Regions from separate parts of the Mus musculus genome. Here regions 2 and 3 are each linked to region 1. A link is a contact called in public Hi-C data. All regions are on one chromosome and are shown on one strand. Each heading gives the region's core, a stretch centred on a gene start, on an enhancer-like site or on the middle of the called end of the contact. The rest is flanking DNA. Distances are from core to core; before and after follow the strand shown. Region 1 overlaps Lrmda (leucine rich melanocyte differentiation associated). Region 2 overlaps Lrmda (leucine rich melanocyte differentiation associated). Region 3 overlaps Kcnma1 (potassium large conductance calcium-activated channel, subfamily M, alpha member 1).

What was found. Hi-C and Micro-C count contacts between places; a contact is called where the count stands out from the background.
Region 2: a Hi-C map of uterus shows a contact between it and region 1, with 8 times the contacts expected there. The contact joins two enhancer-like sites. A contact is called at or near these places in 3 of 484 Hi-C or Micro-C datasets (all in uterus).
Region 3: a contact with region 1 is called in a Hi-C map of uterus, with 3 times the contacts expected there. The contact joins two enhancer-like sites.

The regions. Positions count from the first base shown.
Region 1 is chr14:23,013,781-23,018,330 of GRCm38.p6, reverse strand. All of the region lies in intron 6 of Lrmda (leucine rich melanocyte differentiation associated), which reads right to left. Among named protein-coding and RNA genes, the nearest start is that of Gm10248, 79 kb to the left of the region's middle. Within about 2 kb of position 2,755, at least 46 of the 459 cell types and tissues checked have an H3K27ac peak or open chromatin away from gene starts, as enhancers often do. A contact at or near this core is called in uterus, where this site is marked.
Region 2 is chr14:22,685,523-22,690,146 of GRCm38.p6, reverse strand. The region is part of intron 5 of Lrmda (leucine rich melanocyte differentiation associated); the gene reads right to left. Among named protein-coding and RNA genes, the nearest start is that of Gm30926, 110 kb to the left of the region's middle. Within about 2 kb of position 3,331, at least 6 of the 459 cell types and tissues checked have an H3K27ac peak or open chromatin away from gene starts, as enhancers often do. A contact at or near this core is called in uterus, where this site is marked.
Region 3 is chr14:23,519,847-23,524,400 of GRCm38.p6, reverse strand. The region is part of intron 9 of Kcnma1 (potassium large conductance calcium-activated channel, subfamily M, alpha member 1); the gene reads left to right. 5430425E15Rik (a long non-coding RNA gene) reads right to left here. Exons shown (of 4, transcript XR_003951125.1): 4 at 1-4,554. Among named protein-coding and RNA genes, the nearest start is that of 5430425E15Rik, 12 kb to the right of the region's middle. RefSeq lists an enhancer at 2,803-4,255. Within about 2 kb of position 3,145, at least 20 of the 459 cell types and tissues checked have an H3K27ac peak or open chromatin away from gene starts, as enhancers often do. A contact at or near this core is called in uterus, where this site is marked.

The sequences.
Region 1 (4,550 bases), core at 1,506-4,005:
GACCAGGCTCTTCTGGCTTTCATAGTCTCTGGTGAAAAATCTGGTGTAATTCTGATAGGCTTGCCTTTATATGTTACTTGACCTTTTTCCCTTACTGCTTTTAGTATTCTATCTTTATTTAGTGCATTTGGTGTTCTGATTATTATGTGTCGGGAGGAATTTCTTTTCTGGTCCAGTCTATTTGGAGTTCTGTAGGCTTCTTGTATGTTCATGGGCATCTCTTTCTTTAGATTTGGGAAGTTTTCTTCAATAATTTTGTTGAAGATGTTTGCTGGTCCTTTGAGTTGAAAATCTTCATTCTCATCCACTCCTATTATCCGTAGGTTTGGTCTTCTCATTGTGTCCTGGATTTCCTGGATGTTTTGAGTTAGGATCTTTTTGCATTTTCCATTTTCTTTGATTGTTGTGCCGATGTTCTCTATGGAGTCTTCTGCACCTGAGATTCTCTCTTCCATCTCTTGTATTCTGTTGCTGATGCTGGCATCTATGGTTCCAGATTTCTTTCCTAGGGTTTCTATCTCCAGCGTCGCCTCACTTTGGGTTTTCTTTATTGTGTCTACTTCCCTTTTTAGGTCTAGTATGGTTTTGTTCATTTCCATCACCTGTTTGGATGTGTTTTCCTGTTTTTCTATAAGGACTTCTACCTGTTTGGTTGTGTTTTCCTGTTTTTCTTTAAGGACTTGTAACTCTTTAGCAGTGTTTTCCTGTTTTTCTTTAAGGACTTGTAACTCTTTAGCAGTGTTCTCCTGTATTTCTTTAAGTGAGTTGTTGAATTCCTTCTTTATGTCCTCTACCATCATCATGAGATATGCTTTTAAATCCAGGTCTACCTTTTCAGGTGTGTTAGGGTGTCCTGGATTGGGCGAAGTGGGCGTTCTGGGTTCTGATGATGGTGAGTGGTCCTGGCTTCTGTTAGTAGGATTCTTACGTTTACCTTTCGCCATCTGGCAATCTCTGGAGTTAGTTGTTATAGTTGTCTTTGTTAAAAGATTGTTCCTCTGTTGATTTTGTTACCCTCTATCAGCAGGCGTGGGAGACAAGCTCTCTTCTCTGAGTTTCAGTGGTCAGAGCAGTCTCTGTAGGCAAGCTCTCCTCTCTCAGGGAAGGTGTACAGTTATCTGGTGTTTGGACCTCCTCCTGGCTGAAGGTGAAGGCCCAAAACAGGATCTTTCCCAGAAGCTGTGTTGCTTTGGCCAGGAAGGTGGCCAGTTGTCTGGAGTCGAAGATGTCGCAGCCTCAGAAGCTCTGTGGCTCTTGCCGGGAAGGTGGCTGGTTGTCTGGAGCTGAGGATGGTGCCGCCCCAGAATCTCTGCGACTCTCTCGCCCGTCCCAGAAACGGCTGGCACTCTGTATTCCACACGGTCACCCGTGCAGCCTGCCCTCCGCGGAGTCCCGGAGCCAAGAAGGCTCCCGCCGGCGCCTGTGCCACAAACCTCTCAGGCCAGGCAGGAGGTCTGTATTTTTAAAGTATTAACCATGCCATGTACTTAAATTATCTCTATCTTGTACTCCCATTTCTTCGTCGTAACATCACACCTCAATATCTCCCGAAGAAGTTCCCTCTAAAACAAGCTATTAAGTGACCTGACATGGAATCTGTACCTCAGACAAGTGGTTGCAGAAGAGCTTTCAACACAAGCTGTCTATTGTCTGACATGTTTCTATTTATTTCTACCAATGTATGCCATTTTTCAAATCCTCCTATCCCTATAGGGGTGACTTATTTGGTCTGTTTTATTTGGAAAGGGGGAAGAATCAAAAGCTAGTTGTATGGTTGTTGGGTTGTTTGTTTGTTTGTTGTGTTGTTTTTTGTTTTTGTTTTTTCTTGGTCATCAGATGAAGCCATCTCTGCCTTATTTCTGTCTGCTGAAAGAGATGGCACCATGCCTGGCCAAGTCCCCTTTCCTTCAGCCTCCATAGTCCAGCCAGACTCACAGCAGTGCTACAAAATATAGACTTGAAAAGTAATTAAGATATAAGTATTCCAGAAGAGAACACATGGTTATTTAAAGCCATTGGACAGCTTTCAAAAGGAAAGATCTATGAAATCCAAGGGCTGAGAGCCATCACGCTGTTTGCCTCCATTTCTCACATTAAGAATAGAGACTAATTATAAATCTCCAGCAAATATGACCTGGTAAAGAGTTTTCAAACAAAAGCCTGCACTGAACAGGATATCTGGCAGATCTGGGCACTTGTTTTCACTAATAACCATTAAAGTTGTTCCTAGTAAAGCCTTTTACAGCAGCATTAGAAATATCAGGGTTTACGTTTTCCTTAATGAATCACTGCACTGTGTTACCATTGCACCACGGTCTCCCAGCGGCTCCTGATCCTCGCTTTGTCTCCGTGGTGCCTCTTTCCCCCTGTAACATTTCGTTTCCAATGACACGTCAGCCGTCTTTCACCAACCTCAAAGGAAAGTTGAATGCAGGGCTCACAAAGTTAAGCTGACATTTGCTCCCTTCCAATAAAAAATATTTAGTCCATTAAACATAAATACCTGTCATTATGATACATGGAGTGGGTGCGAGCCTCCCGGTTCCCTCTGATGTTTATTACATCCAAGCAACTGCAGTGCCTGCATGTTTTCAACTTTAGTGTATTGATTAAACTTTTAAATGGCTGCCATATAACCCAGGGACAGCGGGAAGATTAATTTGCGTCAATGTTCATCTGTAATTCATTAGCCATTTATTCTTTACAACCACATGGGCTATCAAGAAAATGCAGGCCATTTTTCACTCGGCACAGGCTGAGAACAGATTCTGAAATTTGTGCTGCATACAAATAAGTTCCCGGGGTCTGGCCAGTTAAACTGCTTGGCTTTTCAAAAGTTGAGGAGAGGAGGAGTGGGGTAGGGGCATGAAGACTCCTGGGGGGAGGGAACGGGCATCTTCAGGCTTAACTGTGTTTGTTAGTTCTCTGCAAGGGGAGGAACGAGCATCTTCAGGCTTAACTGTGTTGGTTCTCTGCTTTTCTGTCCATGGACACTGGTTTCTTCTTACAGTTGGATTAAAATAACGGAAACCTGTGTCTGAGCAGAGGCAATAAATAACCCAGTTGCTCTCTTCCCCATCCGCTCTCTTCCCCAACACTTCTCTTCCCACCCCTACCTAATGTCTCCTAAAGTGCTGTTCCTGGCAGAAAACCTCAGCCAGTTGCAGTGAAGTAGAAAAGTGTGTAGCCTAGAGGAATCTGGAGCTGTCAAGTCAGGGACAGTGGCATTTGAACCAGCTCTTCCCCAAACAGTGGAATCTCAACCCTGCCTGGAGCTGGGAAGGTGCCCAGCTAAATAGCAGTTTCCTGAGGGAAGAGGGAAGCCATCTGGCTTCTCCACATGCCCTCCTGACCCCCTTGGCAGAAAACAGACTACAAAGTAGAGGCATACACAGAATTAAGCACACCCCTGAAAGACCCTTCCACACACAAGGTGCTATGGGAAGAAAAGGAAAGAGCTTTGTGTGCTCAGGTCAGGGCTGGAGGAGACGAAAGCACAGAAGGGGAATTGTTCTTCATAAGGATGAATAATTAAAGCAGAGAGCTTGCAGCCTGGGCCTCACTGTGGCTCATCACTGTAACAGTGAACAGCAAAGAAATCAATGGTCATGACAATACTCTCTCTCTCTCTCTCTCTCTCTCTCTCTCTCTCTCTCTCTCTCTCTGTGTGTGTGTGTGTGTGTGTCTGTCTATCTGTCTCTCTCTGCCTCTCTGTCTCTGCCTCTGCCTCTCTCTGTCTCTCTGTCTGTCTGTCTCTCTCTCTCTGTCTCTCTCTCTGTCTCTCTGTCTCTCTGTCTCTCTGTCTCTCTCTCTCTCTCTCTCTCTCTCTGTGTGTGTGTGTGTGTGTGTGTGTGTGTGTGTGTGTGTGTGTGTGTGATTGGGGAAGCTGACTGGCAGTACTAGAAGAGGCATCATGCAGTTGCTGAAGGCAAAAGCTGCCTGGTCTGTGATGCCCACAAAAAAAAAAATCAAAGGTAATATTACATACTGGTAAGCTTTGGTAATAGTATCTGAAAAAGAGCCAGCATAGAGGAAGCCTTGGGGAGGATGCAGTAAATGTCCATTTGTGCTCTAACTGCTCAGGCTGCTTATAACCAGGACTAAAAATGAGGCTGCCTCAAAAGTGCCCATCTTGAGCCATCTTAGCCCTGCTCCATACGAGGCTTCACCAAGAGTCAGCAACACAGGGACCCTTTGTTACCCCCTTGGGGAGATGGGGTAGGCTTATTTGTCTAACTTATGGAAGTAGAACTAAAAACCCAATAGAATATATGTATGATCGAAAAACTGCACTAGGGAACTTGAAGATCACTAGACATTTTCTGGGCCTTGGCCCTGCCCCTGGGCTTGTGATGCATAATATATATCAACTTCATGTGCTGTTGTTTTTTCCCATGGTATACTTGTATCAGCTGAGTTCAATAAATATTTGTAGAGTGAACCAACCCTACAATCTAAACAGAAAGATTGATTCATTTGTTTCATCCCTCAGCAGATACCTAAGGACTGTCTACTTTGCAGCACTGCTCTAAACATGGGATCAAGCATGA
Region 2 (4,624 bases), core at 2,082-4,581, 330 kb after region 1:
CCTGCAAACAAAACTATCCCCAAAGTTATGTATACATAGGTGCCTTTTCAAAATGACCTCCCTATGTTCTTCTTCCTATAAACTATGATGCTCATTCTAACAACTTAATACAAGGAACTAGGGGGAGGAGCAATGGCTTACTGGTTAAGGGTATATATAGGCTTCTCTTCCAGGGAATCCATTTTTAATTCCCAGAATCCACCTGGTGACTCATAACCATCTGTAACTCCAACATCACTTGTACACAAGCTACATACACATAGATTCAGGCAAACCACTCATATGCATAAAATATTTTTAAAGCATGAAACAAAAAGGTACTAAGTGATCTACATAGAATGTCAAAGATTGTATTTATCTGAATGTTGCAGAACATAGATTGTGTGTGTGTGTGTGTTAAAAGCATAAAGGCCATTTCTGGCTTAGGCATACAAAAACTGAGCACATGTCACAGCTGACCCATTGTACAGGCTGTTATTTACCAAAATTTACTTCAGAAAAAAATAAAATAAAATAAAAGGAACAACTTTCTGGATGCAGCTCACTGACATAATACCCACATTTACTCTAGTCTCCCTGATGGAGCTATGTTTTGGATGGGATTGAGAAAGACCTACTGACACAACTTTCAGAGTTCATTAATTTCACTGGATAGTTGTACATTTGGCAAAGTAAATGTTTCTTAGTAAAACACATTATCTATGCTTCTTTTTTTTTTTTTTAGCTTCCATGACCTACAGCTTATTCTCCAATATTGAGCTCTCACGGACATAACTGCTTACCAGAAGAATAAATTGGACATTTGCATTAAATGATTGCTTGAGAAGATTTTAATTGAAGTTGTTTAAGAGTCCATGAATGGGCCTAGGAAACTCCAGCTATGTGTTTAAGGACACACGCTCAGATATATTTGCTTGCAATGGAAAAACGTAGCAGAGGTCCTGGTTTCAATTCCCAGCAACAATATGGTTACTCACAACAACCTGTATCACAACATAGAAGCAAATATATATATATGTATATATATATATATATTTTAAAAATAAAAATAAATGGGGGCTGGAAAGATGGTTCAGCAGTTAAGAGCACTGACTGTTCTTCTAGAGGACTAGAGTTCAATTCCCAGCAACCACATGGCAGCTCACAAAAGTCATAACTCCAGTTCCAGAGGATCTGTCACCCTTGCACTGACATACAGGCAGAACACCAATGGACATAAAAATAAGTAAATCTGTTTAGAAAGAGAGCATTTGTCTAAGACAAATTTAAAATACGTTCAGGGAGCTCATCTCCATTTTACTTGCCCAGAAATGCTTTGTAAGTACTAGCATAGTTTTCAAGTTTTTAGAAAAAAAAATATTTACTTTCCATTCACCCAGTAGAACATCATCATGGGAGAATGCATATACTTTCATCGATTCACCAGGACTACGGTTATAATTGAACCCAACTGCTTGGGAAAGTGGGATTAAGAAAGCCTCTCCCATCCCACAGAGTCAGAAACACTTGGTCTGGCTGAGATTTCTCCACCACTCAAGTTCCCTCTAATGGCAGCAAGGAAACAGGTCATTTATCTGACAACACATTATTTACTGACATTAAAAATGATAATATCCATCAACAATGAGTCCAGCCTTAAGAGGGTCATGCTGAGAAGAAAGCTGTGGCTGTCTATCTTTGATGTAGGTACAAGGACAGGCTTACTGAGTTGTCATTAGGTTCCAAGAGCACCACAATTGTCACAAGGAATGCTCACTTTAGTGACATGCAAGGAAATACATGTGTGTTTCAAATGACCCATTTGTATTTTGGGTGTTTTGTTTTGTTTTGTTTTTCTTTTATTCTTTTTCTTTTGTTCAGGACTCTTACAAGACTAGAAACTGGGATTCTAGAAACGGAGCCAGGAAAATGATTCACTCTCCTGGGGAAGATTGTCTGTCTGTCTGTTTGTCTGTCTGTCTGTCTGTCTGTCTCTCCTTCCCTCCCTCTTTTATCCCTCCTTCCCTCCTTCTTTTATTTTTAAAATTGAATGTGATCATCCATAAATCTCACCATTAAAAAAGTCAGGCATTATTATCTCCAATTTCTATTTTAAAAAAAGAAAATTAAACAAAACAACCCTGAAAGTCAAAGAAAAGTTATTTTGTAAAATTTCCCAAGTTCACAGTACTCATAAATTGGGGACTCAGGACTGGAAATAGAAGTTTTTTTTGGTTTTTGGTTTTTGGTTTTTTTCTATCCTGTTGTTTTGTTTGTTTCTGATTCTCTATTGAACTTGCCTCTTGCTTCCCTCTCTCCTTGTCTCCATCTACAGCCTGCTTTCTACAAACATGAAACTCTAGACACCACTGCCTTACAGCAGCTTCCTCTCATGACCAATTCTGTCCCCAGGCAAAAACCACAGCACACAGCAGTTTAGCAAGTCTTGAAGATGTGGAAACTCGGTATGGACTGTGGCTCATGTTGGGGATATTTACCTTGACCTGTAAACTGGCAGAATGGCCTGCAGGCTGGAGTGCTAGTCAGTTCACAAGAGAAAGCAAGAGAGAACAAAGATGGGGACTCTGAGCTGCAGAATACTGGGCTGCTTGGGAGGAAGGTGCCTCTCTGAACCAGAAGCCAAAACTCAACCACTATGAAAACCGAGCATGCACGGACCTGGTTTTCTACCTAATGTATTGTTTCTTTTTCTTTTTTATCTATCTATCTATCTATCTATCTATCTATCTATCTATCTATTTGCTTAATTTCCATTTCTGGTACTCTCTCTTCTCCATTTATCTTCTTGTATCTTATTAAAGGACACAGTGGGAAGGCCAGATGTCCACTGACAGACCTTTAGTAGCACCAGTGAGCGCCTGTGTCCTTCCCATTTCCACATGACAATGTAGGACTGCTTTCTCAGCATCCAGCAGCCTGGTAGGAACGGAAAAATACTCCACATGAGAAGTTATGTGTCAGGATGGCCTCCAACAATGGACCTCACAAGTTTTGTTTGTTTCTGAGCTCTATGCAAAGCTACAGGAGAGCCTCCCTGATGTTGAGGATGAAATCTGGCGTCAGCACAGGACTGGCAGTCTCCTTTCTGACTAGCAAATGGCTCTTGGCTTCCCGGCCACACTCTGATCAGGGTGAATTACATGCATAATTCAAAATCCAGAAAACTGCTTTGGTACAACATGCTAGCATCCTGCCAAAGCTGGAGATTATCAGGAAGTGTGATTTTGGCTGCGCCCTCAGCTCCATTTTACACTCTCTTATTTCTGTGTTATTGCTCATTCACTTAAAGAGAAATACACGAGTCAGAGACAAGATCTCTTTCCCTTCTCATGTTTCTCCAATTTATCTTCCTTGGCATGATGCATTTCTCAAGCCCGAGAGTTGAAAGCGCTGTCTTGTCCTCCTCTGCTTTCCCCATTATCTCCCCAATCTCTCGTTTATTCTTTAGTGTTTTTCTCTTATCAGCACAGTTTCTGGGGACATCACAAAGTTGGAATGAGTTGCCTCTCACCTTCTAGGACTGTTTATTGGATGTTTGGGGCCTCACACTTTCAATCACATGGCCCTCAGTTTCTGGCATGTGTGTGGAGAGAGGAAATCCTAGACACAGCTCCACTAGGGCTCATGACCCTACTGAAGACTACTTATTATATAAAAAGGACTCCATGTGACATTCTCTCTAGAACCCTGGCTTACTCTAAAGAATGGAGGGAATATTACTAATAACAGTCTCAGTCTGATACTTTATATAGGGCTCTGGGCAAAGAACTTTGATTCTACTATTCTACTGTGTGTGTGTGTGTGTGTGTGTGTGTGTGTGTTACGTATTGGTTCATATGGTTGTATATGGGCACATGAGCACATAGATGTAGATGTATGTGAAAGCCAGATGTCAACAGCAGTTTTCTTCCTGTCACTGTTCTATTTCCTTCTTGAGAAAGGTACCTGCCCATCTCCTGCAAACCCAGGACTAGTATGACAGAGGACTGCTGCAACCTTCAGCTCCTCTATGTACAGTGGCATTCAAACTTAGGCCTCTTCACTTGTTTAGCAGATACTTTACCAAGTGAGCCATTGTCCCAGTCCCAATTTTCACTTTTTAAAAAAGGTTACTATTCAAAAAGTATTAGGGGGAAGAACTCTCAAAAGAATTCATACTCATAACTGCAGATTACAATACAGAAGTTCTTTATGAATCAACACACAGCTAATGTGTTTCTGCTCTATCCACACTAATCCACTTGGCTTTTCTCCCATGGAGAAATTTTTGTAGCCTGTCACAAACATCATACCGTTTCAACCATGCATATACTAAGGTAGTTCTAAGAGATAATAAATTCTGCATTTAAAATATAATAGCACTACCATTGTCATGTCTAAGAAACATTTAAAATTCCTGTTATCAAATAATCACTGAGTGTTCAAATTTTCCTAATTATCTCACAATGCCTATTCAAAAACTTTGCTTCGAATTGCATCTTCAGTTATGAAATACTTAAAGTCCACAAAATATTCAAAATTAAGCAGTATGAAGGTAACCACCACCTATTTATTTAAAATTTGCCACAAAACATATTGTTTGGTACAATATATTTTTCCTGAAAATAGTTTTAATCTCAAAGCA
Region 3 (4,554 bases), core at 1,896-4,395, 510 kb before region 1:
CTCTCTCTCTGCTCCACTCTCCTTTGTGAAAGTGCATTTTGCTTTTAATGTTCTCTTTTGGATCTCTAAAGTCCCCAGACCCTGCGGGATGTAGTGTACGTCCTGTCATCAACACCAGGACTGTGCTCATTACTTTATACATTGTTTCCTGGTTCAAAAGCTAATTACCAAGTAGTTTAAAGAAGCCCTTGGTCACTTAGATCTTTCATCAGAAAATATAAGCTTGGGAAAGGAGTGGTAATAAAGAGCCATTAGCACCCTTTGTTTGATGTTGGTTCTCCAGTCAGTAGAACAAGATTGATGAAATGTTATGTTTGGCCAAAATTTGAGTTTTCATTTGGAATTCAGTGTTGAGAGAATGGGCTGTCAGAATCAATAAGTTTCCTTTCGCTTGGGATATGGGCATGTGGTAGTAATTAGCAATATAAGGTCTTTACTTGAGCAACGAAGCATGGATTCTGGCAGCAAACATAATGAGAAACTACAGTTGTTCTATTCCGAACGTCAAAAAGTTTCCAGATAAAATTAAATGCATTTGCAAAAGGGAAGGGGCTTAACTTTGTTGAGAGCTGGAGTTGAGACTCTTAAAATAGCAGGCAGTACTTGGAGTTTTGGTGCATGCAAAAAAAATGCATGTACTGTCCTCATCCACACATGTATACACACTCCCCGCCAGGACTGAATTCAGCAAATACCTAGAAAACAACTTAAACATATACATAGTTGAGAGATTTTTTTTGGTATGTGCATATTTTACTCAGCAGTAACTACACATAACAATATATTAATTTGTCAGACAACCAAATGTAACGTATGATACACCAACTGCAGAGACACAAAAATGTGAAGTCCGAAGATCATTCAGGATGGAAAACCAGTGTAACAGAGCAATGTAAGGCTTGAAAGACACACCAGCCACATGCGGGTGTTGGAGAATATGGAGGTCCTCTTGGTGCTTCCTCGTAACTTTTAATCAGTGTGTTTAGCACAACAAAACCATTTCCTGTGGCATTTCCAAATCTTCCTCCCTGTCCACAGAAGTCAAGGCCTTCTTCACCCTTTTCATTGTGTCCTCTATCCCAGCAGTAGGAGCGGGTACCCATACATATACCGGCTGCTGTGTCACATATCTGGACAACTAAGAATAGAGACCAAAGTGTTATTTATTTATTTTTTTCCAGAGCTGAGGACCGAACCCAGGGCCTTGAGCTTGCTAGGCAAGCACTCTACCACTGAGCTAAATCTCCAACCCCTGAGACCGATGTGTTAACAAAGAGTTCAGTTAGAGACCAAGAAACTTATCAATGGATAATTTGGAAATATTGTGGGCAATTAGCCCCTTGTGCTGAGACCCTAAATCTTATTCAGCATAGTAGCTCTCCTAGAGCCCAGCTGGCCTCCCAAGGCCTTTGACTCTGCCTCCTTCCTTCGTGTACAATGAAAACTGCTCAGAGGTGGTGGAGGCATGGGGGAGACGGAGACTCCCATGGCCTTGGGGTTCTTGGTTTGCTGTCTTTTCCTTCCACAGCCTCTTACGGTTTCCCCAGAGGTTTCTTCTCTGAGTGTAATTCATTCTACTCCTGGTTAGTTTATGAGAACTGACAAGATCATGGTCCAAGGTCAGATGGCCAAGGGCCATGGAAAATAATTGGCCACAGAGAGGAATCCATCAGCTGTAACCCCCTGGATAGAGACAGCACAGCTGGGGAGCCATCCAGGCCTTATGTTTCCCATGATGTGGCTTCAATGGCCCCAAACTGAGGTAGTTCTGGCCCAGGTGTTTGGGACAGAGAGAAGAGTGTGGGTGTAGAGGGCTCCACAGATTTTTGGTAGCCAGAAGCTGAGAGGACACATGGAAAGAAAGGAATTAAAAAAAAAAAAAAGACAAGGAGTGGACAAAGGAGAACAGGAAACCAGATGTAATTAGCATGGAAGGAAAATCTCCATGGTGACTTCCCAATTCTAGAGTGGGGAGCAGTTTCTACAGCCAGACCCATATCTTGCTCCAGAGCAATTGCTCTTGCTCTTGAGCTTCAGTGTTGGTCTCTTACTACAAACACCATACTGTTTTATCTAGTAGACCAGTTTCAGGATTTGTAGGTTGGTCCATTTTGAGCTCTTGATTTCCAAGAGATAGAAGTAAACTTATTTAAAGAACTCCATGTATACCTGGGACCATATTTTCTACCCTCATCTGGACCCAATGCTTCAAGAATTCAGAGAATAACTATATCTCCTTCATAATCTCCAGCTTGCCAGGGCATTCCTCTCTGCTAGCTAATCATGGGGCTCTATGCATCTCCTTCTGATTTCTTATGAGTGGGGCCTAGTTTAGCTACTTATTCAATATAGGCTGTTCTTCTCATTCATGTTCATGCTCCCTCTCCCTCTCCCTCTCCCTCTCCCTCTCCCTCTCCCTCTCCCTCTCCCTCTCCCTCTCCCTCTCCCTCTCCCTCTCCCTCTCCCTCTCCCTCTCCCTCTCCCTCTCCCTCTGCCTCTCCCTCTCCCTCTCCCTCTCCCTCTCCCTTTCCCTCTTCCTCTCCCTTTCCCTTTCCCTCTTCCTCTCCCTCTCCCTCTTCCCCCCTCCCCCTCCCTCTCCCTCTCCCCCTCCCTCCTCCTTACTCAGACCCCATGTGTTTCTTTATGCCTACTTACTACCTTGGCTCTACATGGGCTGTTCCTCTATCTTCTCCCTACTTTCAGGTTTTACCCACAGTGATTCCAGGCCATTTTTAAAGGCCATAATATGGCTATTTCCTTAAAAAGATTCTTTTTATTTGCCCCCTCTTGGGGGTCTATCCTTGCCAAAAGAGAATCACCATGTGCTGTACCTTCATGTTTATTCATTCCACATGTGTTTATTGACTGCTTGCTCTGTGCCAGGCATCAGGGACAGATACATTCCAGCACACCTATTAAACCCTCCAGCCGTACAACAGCTCTCGCTCTCTGTTGAGCTATCTGGCCACCTAAGTGGTTGGGAAGTTCAGCTCGAGAGCTTATTTAAACCTGCCTCGGATCCCAGGGAGTCTCCCTGCAATGCTGTGGTTGCTCTCAGCCTGGCCTCCAGTGTGCGAGAGTGGGATGTGGGTTAAGTCATGTGGTGCTATCTTGGCTTGATACCATGGGCCTGCTTTCCTTTCCTGTTTATGTGGATCTCGGGTGACGTTCACTCTCACTTCTCCCAGGCCTGCAAGGGCCGGACTGCTCACGGGAGGGATGTTTCCCATAAGATGTCATTTACGATTTCTCTGCCTCAGACATCACTCAGGTTGAAATGGGACTGAAGTCTTGTATTTTACACAATCTTTGATCCCTTGTCAGGAAAAGCATTGAGCACTTCTCCTCTCGTAGCCCACGTGACTCCCCTGCAATATCTCAGGATTCCTCGATTTTAAAAACCATAAATTAGCAAATCATCAACATATCACCGGGGAGGTTCATCTGGTAGCGATTGTAGTCAGAAGGAAACATGGGCCCTAATAACTGATTTTCACAAAGATACAAAGAATTGTAGACAGACAGATACAGTAAATAGGAAGACAAATAGATAATTCAAGCTGACAGGCCATCTTGAACTGATTAGGCATTCTGCTTTGATTAGCATTAAACTTTTTGTGGAAAGAGGAAAAAAAGAAAAAAAAATGTTGCCCTCATACTTTGGGAAAACGACCCCTGATGACTTCTGAAATTGGGCACTGAGAGGCAGATCACAGCGCATTTGGCATTAGATGCCCCACATGATGTAGTGTCCCAAGTAGTCCTTTCCAATGACAGGGGCCTTGGTGGGTGTGGATGCAGATACTTCCTCCTTGGCATCTGCTTTGGGTCCTTCTCAGGCACGTCTCCAGTCCTTTTCAAACTTGAACATCTGAAAAGAGACTTGGCTGCATAGTCAATCAAACTCTAGGTAATGCGGATGGGATGAAGGCCTCCCCTCTGCCCCCCTTCCCTGCTGTCTTTCTTCCCTTCCACACACTTAGCAGAATGTTCCACCTATTGTTCTCTAAACAAGAATAGAAATGTAGGTGGGAGATGAACTGGGTACCTTGCGGGGTGGGGGCGCATTCAAGCATCGACTTTTGCTTTCAAATATCCTACCTCCATTTACAAAGGAATTCTGATTGTGAATTTTCTAATTATAATCCCGAAAGATTCTTTCTGCTCAGCCTCATGTTTGATGGAGTGAGTCCTTGCTGGGTAGATTTAGAATCCCAGGAACAAATGCAAGCATCCGAGACTAAGTTGCACCCTATTTTCTGTCTTCCTGACATGCCATTCATTCTGATAGAAGTCTTTCCAGAGTTGCGACGAGCAGTTCCTTGCAGACTTGGGGTTCTTTCCACCACTGCTGTCACCATGCTCTGAAAATAAAACAGCAAACTTTCTCACTGGCCAAGTCCAGCGTCTCTTTGTATTAAAATATCATAGACATCAATGCAGCATGAAGGATGTGGAAATCTGATTCTGTTGCTGTCAGAGTTGAACCTCCATACAGTACTGGTATTACATGGCAGCAGCCTGCTCCTTTCCCCACAACCGTGGAGATTTGCT